2 separate regions of the Rattus norvegicus genome follow, and region 1 is linked to region 2. Evidence: chromatin contacts called from public Hi-C data. All regions are on one chromosome and are shown on one strand. Each heading gives the region's core, a stretch centred on a gene start, on an enhancer-like site or on the middle of the called end of the contact. The rest is flanking DNA. Distances are from core to core; before and after follow the strand shown.

The links. Hi-C and Micro-C count contacts between places; a contact is called where the count stands out from the background.
Region 1: a Hi-C map of psoas muscle shows a contact between it and region 2, with 2.8 times the contacts expected there. The contact joins two enhancer-like sites. A contact is called at or near these places in 8 of 12 Hi-C or Micro-C datasets (the A7r5 cell line, the Rat2 cell line, Schwann cells and 4 more).

What each region holds. Positions count from the first base shown.
Region 1 is chr8:82,200,258-82,206,747 of GRCr8, forward strand. It overlaps Rfx7 (regulatory factor X, 7), which reads left to right. Exons shown (of 9, transcript NM_001127490.2): 5 at 4,061-4,177. Among named protein-coding and RNA genes, the nearest start is that of Nedd4, 61 kb to the right of the region's middle. Within about 2 kb of position 2,529, at least 5 of the 93 cell types and tissues checked have an H3K27ac peak or open chromatin away from gene starts, as enhancers often do.
Region 2 is chr8:82,039,574-82,045,715 of GRCr8, forward strand. It overlaps Mns1 (meiosis-specific nuclear structural 1), which reads left to right. Exons shown (of 10, transcript NM_001007752.1): 5 at 699-928; 6 at 1,381-1,597; 7 at 1,682-1,789; 8 at 4,714-4,971. Among named protein-coding and RNA genes, the nearest start is that of Mns1, 13 kb to the left of the region's middle. Within about 2 kb of position 2,243, at least 5 of the 93 cell types and tissues checked have an H3K27ac peak or open chromatin away from gene starts, as enhancers often do.

The DNA of each region.
Region 1 (6,490 bases), core at 1,279-3,778, 160 kb after region 2:
TCTAAGATCAACAACTGACAGATGAGATCTCATGAAACTAAAAAGTTTCTGTAAGGCAAAGGACATTGTTAATAGAATAGAATAGCAACCTACAAGTTGGGAAAATATCTTTACTAACCCTACATCTGATAGAGAGCTTGTATGCAAAATATGCAAAGAACTCAAGAAGTTAGACTCCACAAAACCAAATCACCAAATTTAAAAATGGGATACAGAGCTGTTCAGATTTTTTTACAGCAACCCATTCGTTTTATTTCCCAGCTTCTTTTTATTCTTTCTGATAAGTGTATGGCTTACTGCTATTGTAATTTGCATGTAGTCTTAGACAACTCACAAAGCAAGATACTTGCTTATAATAATTTTTGACCACTTCTTTTCCCCATCCAATATCATATCCCCAAGGAGAAGGGCCTTTACACTAGGCAGTCTTTGGATCAACTTAGATATAGATCGCCATCTAGGTGGTCAGGCATGGTAATTATTTATATGTACAGTAACTTAACTCTGCTTCAAATAATTTTCATTAACTTCCAACAGAGCAGTCTTTTAGGCATATGGACCATTGTATAGTTACCTCAAATAAATCCAGTGAATTTCAAGAGTAACTGATTTTAATTTGATCTCTGCTTACTAATAACTAACTGCTCTCACCTTCTCAAGACCCAACCTAGAAGACACTCCTAACACAAGCCTGGGAACCAATATCCTTGGGGACAGTTGCCATCCCCTAAACTATACTGTGCACTCCAGCATTCCTGGGTATCTGGGACAAACACCAGAGCTGGTGTACATACCATGCCATAGGTGTGTGTCACTGTTCTGCTGTAGAGAGGGAGCAATGTGAAAAAAGATAGTTACTTACAGGTATATATCAGATACTTTCAGAGTTTCCTCTACAGTCTCAATGTATTGTTCCTTAAAAATGTTGAGGGGTTTCAAAAGTCAATTTTCTTTTACCAAATTTATCTTCCAGATTACCTTGCAAATGTAGTACTTGATTAACACTTCAAGAGAACGTTATCAAACCATATCTCTGTGGCTTCCCTACATGCTTTTTCAAGCTGACTATGTAGTTTGGTGGTCTGGAGTTCACTGTGTATACCAAGCTGACATAGAACCACCTGCCTCCTCTGCCTCCTAAGTGCTGGACTGACTTATTTTTTAAAAGATAAGAACAAATTTATTTATTTGTTCTATATGAGTACACTGTAGCTGCCTTCAGACACACCAGAAGAGGACATTGGATCTCAGATAGTTGTGACCCACCATGTGGTTGCTGGGATTTGAACTCAAGACTTCTGGAAGAGTAGTGCTCTTAACCACTGAGCCGTCTCTCCAGCCCCCTAAGTGCTGGACTTACAGCATGTGCTACCATGCTGTGTAGCTTCTCTATTTTTTAATTTGTTGCCATCAGTAATGCATGAGTAGTAAGACCCACTAAACTAGCAGTGTGAACAGGGTTAAAATCATTGCAACGATTTAATTAGAAAAATGATCATCTTAATAAAGTATCCTGCATAAATGGAGAAAAATTTCATAAAATTTTGGTTGCATCCCAAGTATCCAAGTGTGCTTAAAGCTTTTAATTAGTGTAAATATCTAATCTATAAGATATTTGCATTAGGTTAGGTTAGACTAAACTTCTTTGTATAAATTCTTATTTATAAATTTTCTAATAAAAACTTTTATCTTAAGGACTTGAGAAAAATGAAATAATACTTTTTTTTTTTTTTTTTTTTGGTTCTTTTTTTCGGAGCTGGGGACCGAACCCAGGGCCTTGCGCTTCCTAGGTAAGCGCTCTACCACTGAGCTAAGTCCCCAGCCCCGAAATAATACTTTTTATAAAGCTCTGAGTGGTATAAGATCTGGTCAGTTATCCTCTGACTACTTGCACCAATCTTCTCTGTGTTTTAACTTATTTTTTAATTATTTACTTTTACATTGTATAATTAATTATAAATGACATGACAAAGTAAAAAAGGCTTGAATTCCATGTGTTTTGAGTGACCTTTATAGTCATGTTAAATGTTAATTGTATTTCCAGTCTTTAAAGCATAATTTTAAATAAATAAATAAATAAATAAATAAATAAATAAATGAGAAAAAGACCAAATGATCTCATTTTAAGAATGTTAAGAGTTAGTTATTCTATAAACAGAACCTTCTTTGTTCTTTACCTTTCTATAACTGTAACCCAATGCTGAATTAGATGTTAATTAACACCAGATTTTGCTTGATGAGCCCTGCAGTTAAAGCAGGAAAATGAGATGGAAGCTAACCCTTATCTTCATTTGTCCCAGCAGGACCTGTGGCCTGTAATGTAGCCCTTGTTTCTAAATCATGGCTGCATGTACTCTATTAATTCTCCACAAGTTAGGATCATTGACTATTTACATTTTCCCTATAGGTAATAATAAAATGCTTTTTCTTTAAAAATTAAAACCACTGAACTCTAGATAGGCCACCTCACAGCAGAGCTGTCCTTATAAGGGAGGTACTCACATGAGGTAATGCACTATTTATAATTATGACGGTTTCTATGCATGACAGGAAGTTGAGCTATACAAACTGAATTCATTTCTAATTCTGAGCCTTCATGAAACTAAAGGGATACGAAGGTAAAGAGCGACTCTGGACCTTTGAGACTTCTCATTGCTCTTGTTGTCAGCCTTATTGGGGGAATACAGATGATCTCTAAAGTCTCTTTTAGTTCACATATCATGTTTTGAAGTTTTGTTTTAACAGGCTTATTTTACTTTATTATTCTTGTATAAAAACCCTTATGTGGTAGCCATAGCTGGAGCCTGAGTTCTTGAACAGAGACTCCAGTGTGGGTTTTAACAGGATGATCAGTGAATTCCTGATAAGGAGACTTGGTGGACACAGTCTTTTACAGAGGTCAGGTAGCTGTAGGTCTTGGAGATGGCATCAGATGTGGCCTTGGCAAAGTTGCCCAGGGTGGCAGTGTAGCTTCTAGCTGAAATGTAGTAGTCATCAATACCGGCCATCATCAGTAGCTTCTTGGGCACAGCAGCAGAGACAACGGCAGAGTTTCTAGGAGCATGGATGAGGTGTGCCAACACAGAGCTACAGTGGCCTGTCTCCTTGCATGGAACAGTGTGGAACTTGTCAATCTTGTTTCCTCTCTGCACAGGGATGATGAGAACTTGGCCAAGATGATGGCCACTCAGATGGCAGTGGCTACCTCCTTGGAGCACTTAATACCAAGACCAACGTGACCATTGTAGTCCCCAATAGCAGCAAAAGCCTTGAACCTTGGTGCTCTAGCTAGTCCAACCCTGCTTCTACACTGGCAGGATCTTTAGAACCTCGTCCTGTAGGGATGTGCCCAGGAAAAAGCCAATAATCTCAGATTTCTTAATGGTCAGAGAAAATAGGTCGATCTCCAGGGACTTAATTTCAGGTTCTTATCCAGGCAACCCAGCTTGGTGACAGGGGTCTACTCTTCAGCTTTACCTCCACCTGCCTAGACCATGACCCCTGCCTCTAGAAATTTCCACAGAAGCTCCAAGGCCTCCTAATCCTGGGCCTCTTAATGGGGGGAAAGAGGAGGAAGAGGAGACTGTTTTGAAGTTCTAAACCATCTTGTGGCATTAACTGTGATGTCTCACATTAATGATGTGAAACTGGAAGTAAGCTCTTCTCTGTGTATACCTGTATGTATGTACACACCTGTATGCATGTACACACCTGTATGTATGTACACACCTGTATGTATGTACAATTTATAGCCCTGCAGGATGGGCTTGCATGTACTCATTTAGGACCAGAGCTAGAAACTTTTTAGCAACATAGTGTCTATGTACAAATTTCATACAATTTCCCAGATCCCCTTGAAATCAGTGTTGTAGACCCATAGAGTAAGTCAAGCAAATTTAATCTGAATTTAACGTGCAGCTCCCCAGAGTGAGTGTTTATAAGTTGTCTGAATTACTGGAATATCCGTTGCTTCACGTTACCAAAAGTATATTGAGCTGACACCATGCTCTGTAATGTTGAATTCTGTCACCGTTTGAATTGGTCTCTCCTTCTTTTGCAGGAGCTATTGTGACAATCTTGGCTACCATCCATTAAGTGCTGCTGACTTTGGAAAAATCATGAAGAACGTCTTTCCAAACATGAAGGCACGCCGTTTGGGCACTAGAGGCAAATCTAAATATCCTTAATCAGAATGCTTCGGGAATCTCTTTTGGCCCATCTGCTAATGTAGTTCATCTAGCCACTACATTTAGAAATAAGCGCAAATCAACAAATAAACAGTGCAGAGTCCTTAGTAGAATAACTACAAAATTTATTTCCCCCACTGTTAACCAAACTACAGAAGAAATAGCACATGGTTTATAAGTTAAGATTCTGATAGATTTTACCTTTTTATCATTTTATTTAATTTTTATTCATATTTATGTGTATGATCCTGTGCACCTGTATATGTACCACATATGTGTACATGTGCCTCAGAGACCAGAAGGAGGTGTTGGATTCTCTGGAACTAGAGTTACAGGTGACTGTGAGCCTCAGAGTGTGGGTGCTGGCAACCCAGTCCAGGCTGTCTGTAAGAGCTGCAAGAGCTTACAATAGTGAGCCACCTTTGCTTTAGCAATAAAAAGTAAGAAATGAGGTATTTAGCAACTGTGAATTATCAGTAAAAGTGGAAAAAGATGTTAGTTTATCTTCCTTCCCTAACATGGGAATCTCCCTGGTTAAAAAATAATTATAATGTTAATATTACATTAAAAAATGTTCTTTTCTTGACTCCTTGGGAGTTGGGGATTTAGCTCAGTGGTAGAGCGCTTGCCTAGCAAGTGCAAGGCCCTGGGTTCGGTCCCCAGCTCTGAAAAAAAAGAAAAAAAAATGTTCTTGTCTTGTAATGAAAGACTAGTAGTAATTTTTTTTTTTTTTTGCAACCATTAGGACATAGAAAAGGCCCCTTTTTGTGTCTGAGAAATAATACATATGGCAAACAGAAGTAAGGGAATGAAAATTAAGAATTTATTACAGATTGACCTAAGTGCCCACCACAGGCTAGCCTATGACACCCAAGCACCTGCCCTGGCCACAATGGCCTGGGGTAGACAAAAGAAAGACCCAGCGCCTGCTGCTGGTACCACTACAGTAGAAGAATGTGTGATGGGGAGATGGAAGAAAGAGCAAGGCCAAGGGGTTCGTACATTGTGGGGAAAGTAGAACTAGAGACTCGAAGGTGGTAAGGAATAGGCAAATGTGTGGAGGCCACAGTGAGCTCCTTACCTGGGCTGCCCCCTAGGGCCATAGTCCTGCTGTAGCTGGGGTCTGCATTGAAATCTATGGTCCAGGTTACCACTAAAGCAGGATGTCCATGGTCTGCATTACCCCTGGGTCAGTGAGACATGCTGATCTCAGTGGCCTATCTTCCAGCAAGGAGGAAGCATGTCTGGGTCTGTGATACTTTGGCATTCCTGGCCCGTGTTGATGTCCTAGGCCAGTGTTACCACCAAAGCCCACGCAGGTGTCCCTGGTTTAGACTGCTACCAAGGGCACTGCTGAGTTGGCCCCACTCCTCACCAGCCCCTAGACTCGGCAGCACAGTAGAGCTGATCCTGAGGACATGGGAGCAGGAGAGTTGACCCTGCCCCTTGCAGGCTGTGGCATTGAATGTTGTAGCTAGGGCAATGCTGGAGAGCACTGAAGAGACTGGTGGGCTGACTAACTCAGCTACCTTCCAGGCCCAGTTCTACAGCTTTAAGTTGACCTAGCCTAACATCTACTTCATCTATGATCTACTGGAGCCCATGAAGGGGTACGTCCTTGCAGACTAAAAGCTGCAGGATCTCCCTGACACAGAGTTTCCGAAAGGAGTCCCAGTGAGGATCCCGTATTGATGATGTAGCAGAAACCAGAGGCCTCAAACCAGACCAATGACTCATTGCAATGAACATTTACAAGTAAAGATGTGTGGACAAAAGGTTATAGTATGGGACATTCTGTGACACACTACAGCTTCCACAGCAAGATTTTTCTCTTCTAGTTTTTTCAGGAAAGGTTGCAGGGGTGAAGGGTAGATACAATAGGACAAGGAGATGAGTAGATTGGGGTACATGTTGTTAAATTCACAAAGGATCAATAAAAAGTTAAAAAAAGAGAGCTTACTAAAGGTTTTACTGCTCCTAGAAGATTGTAGAGACTGTCTTTTATTAGAAACGCATCCATTTCCTCCTTGCTCAGCTCTTGGCCTTTTTAAAGCCTTAAGTTAGCTACTGTGGCAATGAGAGAAGAGGCAGTGAGCAGGAAGGCTGCTATTCTAAAGGGAGTCACAGGTGCTCCACTCTATCCTTGTTTCCTGAAAGAGACAGAAAAGGTTTTGATGTGTCTTTGGCATGTTACAAGTGATAATCCTGTATGTTTCAGTGGAAAACGAATATAAAGGTTAAAACCCTTGTGAAACTCTTAAGAGTTGTTTTTGTCCCTGTGCCCCAACTCAAGTTTCCTATGC
Region 2 (6,142 bases), core at 993-3,492:
CCGTTGAGATGCAGTCACAACAGATAAGGGTAGTTTCCAACATTGCTCCAGTGTTTAAGCTTACTCAGTTTTGAACGTGCTGAAATGAAGCATGGGCCTCTGAGCTTAGAGAAAGGCTGTCGTCTGTAACTCGGGGTGGCACTTGATGAATGAAACTGAAAACGAGAGAGAGCAGCCACAGTGATGTGTGTGACCTTTTCAGTGGAAATCACCACACTGGGACTAATAAATAACAGAGAAGGGCGTGTGGGAGCAAAGAGCTGCACTGGGTGAACTGGAGAGTGGCTCAGGGTCCTTGGAAAACGATGGGCAGGAGGGCATTCAACAGCAGCTGATCAACAGTGCTTTAGAAACAGACACTCTGGCGATCAACTTGCAGAGGAAGCAACGGTTTGGTGACTGAAGTAGTTAAAAACAAAATACTTAAACCTTTACTTTGTATTTTCTGAATGTGGATTTTATTATCCTTGCCAGGCGTTGTCCTAAGAGCTTCTAGAAAGAGTAGGAACACAGGTGCACCCCTTTAGGATCTGACTCCTCATCCACACCCTCCAGCTTACAAAGACTAACTCTTGCCTCCTGCTTAATAGATAGAGAATATTTACATAGCAGATTTCTGAGAGTCCAACTGTTTATAGTGCTTTAATAAACTGTGTCCACTCCTGAACATGGAAGGGTCAATTTTGTTTCAATGCTAGAAACGTGATGCGGAGATAGAAAGAATCATGATGGAGGAGCACAAGAGGCTACTGAAGGAAGAGAATGTCAAGCAAGAGAAGCGGGACAAGGAGAGGGCCCAGTACTACGTGGACCTGGAGAAGCAGCTTGAAGATCAAGAGAGGAGGAAGCAGGAGGCGTATGAGCAGCTGCTGAAGGAAAAACTCATGATAGATGAAATTGTCAGAAAGATCTACGAGGAGGATCAACTGTAAGTCCACCCGAGGACAAAGCCCACTGAGCCGCCCACCCCCGGTGTGTGCTCGCTCAGTGTGAGCTCTGTCATGACTTGTACAGCTCTTCCTTACCTTGGTCAGCATGACTAGTAATAGGTGATCTGAAAGACAGTAGATGTGTAGGTTGTGAATGACCTGAAACATCTCATGTGTGTTCTGTAGTCTCATCTCTCAGAACACGTTTTCTGTTGGCTTTCCTTGGCATACAGCTTAAGTACAGAATGCTGTATGACTTCTGTGGACAGACTGCCACCTTTCTGAAATGAGATGCTTGAAAGGTCACCCTTAGAAGAGAGCCCAGCAGTGTTCCTGGAAAGTCCACACGAGAAAGTGTGTTGTACTTGTGAATCAACAGACTCCGAACAGCTTATTTTTCATTATTTTATTATTTCTGTAACTATAAACCATTCTCCTGATTGCTTTTTAGGGAAAGACAGCAAAAATTAGAAAAAAGGAATGCAATTCAGAAGTACATTAAAGAATTCCAGAGGGCACAAGACCTCTGGAGACAGAAGAAGCGCGAGGAGATGGAGGAAGAGAACAGGAAAATCTTAGAGTTTGCAAAAATACAGGAGCAAAGAGAAGGGGAGCGGATGGCCAGAGTCCAAGAGAGCGAGGAAAAGAGGGTCCAGCGGCAGAATTTGGTATAAAAGATCACTTTTTAAAGAGTGCTGAATTCCTGAACAGTGGCCCAGTCCGGGGTTTCTAAACATGTGTTTTATTAACAGCTGATCCAGAAGCTGGAGGAAACACTGCGGCAGCGTGACGACCTAGAGCGAGTGAGGCAGGAGCTGTACCTGGAGGAGTACGCCGAGTTCATCAAACTGAAAATGAAAGTGAGTCTCCAACGGGAGGGGTGCTGAGGGAAGGATAGACTTGAGGTGAAGCTGCAGGAGGACAGCACAGTTACTCAGCCACGGTGGTGACTGCACTGTGTGTGAACAACATCAGCATTGCTTGGAAGACTTAAGTCCTCCAACTTGACAAAAACAGAGCGTCTGAAGGGCATGATGCAGCTGGGTCAGTCACAGTCCACACGGCTTAAATGAGCGCATGTGCAAGCTCAAACAAGATGGAGGACACAGTTCAGCTGCCAAGCAGACGGGAGTGTGTATGTTAATGAGGCAAAGTCAACTTTGGGACAGGGAAGTTTGTAGTCAAATTCATCCAGGAACATGCCATAATCCTAAGGATGTGATAAAGGAGATGCTCCTCTATCATTAATAATCCCCAGGAATAGTACTCTGCCTAATGACAGCCGGGACAGCTGACGCAGCCGATGGTAAAGAGACTCCACCCAGCAAACAGCAGCACAGTACAGATCCCATCCATCCACACAATACACACAGACCGGCTCCTAGAACACAAAGTAACCTCTATAAATTCACAAGATTTTAAGTCATTTCAAATGTTTTCTCACTACAGTAAAGAATCCATAATAAAAATGACTATACGGTCCTTAAGTGTACCACAATGAAACCATGTATTTCTAATAAGCAATGAGCAAAAGAAAGATACTTCAAATTGAATGATAATAATTTTTAAAATATGTGGGACACAGGAGAGGTTAGTGGAAAGTATTATCTTTACAGTTTTAGAAAGGAATAGTTAAAAGCTATGATCTTGTGTTTACACGTGTAATTCTAATAATGAAAGTAATGAATGTAATTCTAGTAATGAAAATAGCCTTCATGCCCATCAGCTGATGGGTATGTAAACAAGATACAGCATGTGAGCCTTTAATGGTACTAAGAAGTACTTGAGAATGCTCTGTGAATGGATGACGCAAATGGAACTTTGTGAGGTCAGCTGCTTTCCCAAGGCAGCCATCTCTGGAAATGCATTCCCTTTGTCCTTTGGAGACAGCTGTGGGGCACATTTGTGAGAGCTTAGCTTAACTGTGCTGGCAGCTTCTCCACAGTCGGTGGAGAGCTCTGGCAGCAGGAATCAGACCTCTCTAACCACCCCTCACCAACTGGGAAATCACTGATGGGTGATCGCTCCTTCTGTCCTTCCTAGGGAAGGTCCTGAGACACAGCTTCAGTGAGCACAGTGTAACCGTCTTCCCAGCATGCCCTGGGCTGACTTTTCTTTTTTCCTGCTATTTCTGCTACATTCTGTTCCTTACTGCTGTCTCTATACTACAATACCTATCTGTACACATGTCCTTGTTTAAGGCTGTGATACTGGCAGACTCTAGAAAGTTACTGGGGTCAGAGTGACTGTACAGCAAATGATTTGAAGGTTTCAAGACCATGGAACAGGTTTTGGAACTCAAGAAAGGGCAGGAAATGTGGTAACCTACAGTGCTAGTAACTAGTGTATTCTTTATGCAGACCCAGCAGAGGGTGTGTGGACATTTTTACAGTAAAAACATTTCCCTCTTCCCTCTTTTTTTTTTTTTTGCAAGATGTCTTCACTGTTGAATAAAAATTTTGAATAGGTGGTAGATTCCCAGTATTGCATATGTGCAGATAGATAGATGGATGGATGGATGGATGGATAGATAGATGATAGATGGATAGATAGATGATAGATAGATGATAGATAGATAGATAGATAGATAGATAGATAGATAGATTTAGTACTATATAAAGCACATTACTCTGTGCAGATGTCATAAACTCAAGAGGCATTCAGACTAAAATGTCACAAACGAAACTGTTCTTCAAGCCCTGATGTCTGTATAATTACTTGGCAAGTAAGTACAGAGTATGCAGTATAAACCATCGTGTGCCCAGACATAAAACTATGTGTTTAAGGGGCCCAACTGCTCTCAGGAGGGCTGAGTAGGGCGCATGCACATGGAGTGGAGAGAAGGCTGGTTCAACTGCTGGGATGTTAGGTGCGCGTGGGCACTGGCTCCCAGGGCTGGCGCTGGGACTGGGCCAGGATGATTAGATGAGAGAATGGGAGTGAATGTGCGTAGTTCCAGGTGAGCAGATGGATGACAGAACAAGAACGGCAAGCTGCAATTAGTAGAATCTAGCTGTTAGGAATGTGGATGCTTACTATAAAAGTTTTTACATTTTTTTGTATATGTGTTTAGAAAATAAAAGCTTACAGAAGAGGAATTTAGTTGTGCTCAGTACATTTCTATTTTTCTGAAAAACTTCTAACTTCGTTACTAGATGGCTGATTTTCTTTTTAAAACTATGTTGCAGTTTTGGGAGTGTTTTGTTTGTCTTGCTTTGAGAATTATTGGAGAGTTGGAAACTAGAATGGGTACATGCAGCTTTGATGTCACAAGGTGAAGAAGTTGGTGTGGACAGATGACAGGATTGTCCTTGGTTCAAGATCAGTAAACTTGGGTGTGTGCAAAGGCTTTCATGGTAGCTCCTTTCAAGGTAGTTACATGTCAATTCTGAAGCTAGAAACCGGATGGCACCTGTATAGAACTTAAATTTTATAATCGATGAGCACCATGTTACAGAAGCAATAACTAAGAGCACTTGCTGCTCTTGGAGAGGGCCAAGGACCTCTGACTCCAACTCCAGGGCATCCCGAAGCCTCTTCCGGCCTCAGTGCACAGCTGGGCCAGCGGGTGGGCTGGGGTGTACCATGAAAAGGCTTGATTCCATAGTTATTCTGCAGCGTCCCCAAATTCTGCCTTATTATTTGTCTTGTTTCCTGAGACAGCATCTCACTGTAGCCCAGGCTGTCCTCAAGCTCCTGCTCCTCCTCCTGGCTCCCTCTAGCTTAGATTGCCCTCCCATGAAAATGCAGGGACACACTTAATCCTGGCTTCATCACTGTGCAGGAAGAAGTGGAGCAGCGACTCAGGAAGCAGAGGGACAGGAAGCAAGACTTTAAAGACCAAATGGCACTGAGGGAAGTATTACTACAGGCTGCAAAAGAGGAGGAAGAGGCCTTTAAGAAGGCCATGCTGGCCAAGTTTGCTGAAGATGACCGCATAGAACTCATGAATGCCCAGAAACAACGGATGAAGCAGCTGGAACACAAACGAGCTGTGGAGAAACTCATCGAAGAACGGCGTAACCAGTTCCTTGCAGACAAAGTAAGGAAAGCGCTGGGTTCTTTGGTTATTTTCATTAAACAGCAACCAGCTCATGTGTTCATCAGTAAATGTGCGTGTGTGCGTGCGTGCATGTGTGTGTGTGTGTGTGTGTGTGTGTGTGTGTGTGTGTGTGTGTGTGTGTGTAGCAAAGGACAACCTCACATTGCTCCTCTCCTTCAGTTTAAGGGAGGGTCCATGTAGTTCCCCTGCACTTGTCCTGGAGTCTGGCCAGCCTGTAGCTCTTAGGGATTCTTTTATTGCTGTCTCCCATTTTGTCAAAACCTGGAATTAGACACTCAACTTCACCTGTGTTCTGACAATAGGAACTCAGGTCCTCATGGTTGTGTGCCAAGCACTTTATCCACTGAACCATCTCCCCAGGCCCTGAAAACTGTTTGTGTCATACGACATTAGGAATTTGTTTACTAGTCATCTGAGCTATACATTTACTGAGTGGTCATTTATTAAAGCATCTAGATACTGATTATTGAGACTTTTATGTGCTGGACTTAAGAACTAACATCTGTGAATTTAGTCTTGGTTGAGAAGAATATAAAAGTAAGTTATAAATATATTTTGTGTGTGATACGGGTGTGGCAACATTGGTATAACAGAGAGGAATTACACATCATGATACCTTTGACTATTAAGGTGGATTTTTTCCCTGAAGAAAAGTCACTGGAGAATTAAGGAACGTGCAGGTTAAGTTTGGCGCGGACGGTTCAAGTGCACCATTGAGAATAGATGTAAAAGGGGTGAGCCTGGAGCTAGGAGGCCAGTGAGCCATGCACTGAATCTCAGTGATAGGAGGTGACATTTGCAAATGGGGAAGGGGCTTCACAGACGCCAACCATGCAGAATTGATGACACCAGGGACCATTTAAATCTGAAGAGGCAAGGACTTAGGGCAGCTACTAATTACAAATATAGTTACCACATTCTTCAGGGAGCAAGCCATGTCCCGAAGAGGACGTCCAGGGGAAAGTAGCTTTCGAAGGAATATGTATTTGTTCACATTGATTTTTGTGGCCAGAAGAGAAGGTTGATTGTTGGAAATGTTGCCAGGTGGTATGGCAGACGCCTTTAATCCAAACACTCAGGAGGCAGAGGCAGGCAGACCTCAGAGATCGAGGCCAGCTTTGGCTACGCAGAGAAACCCCATCTAATAAGA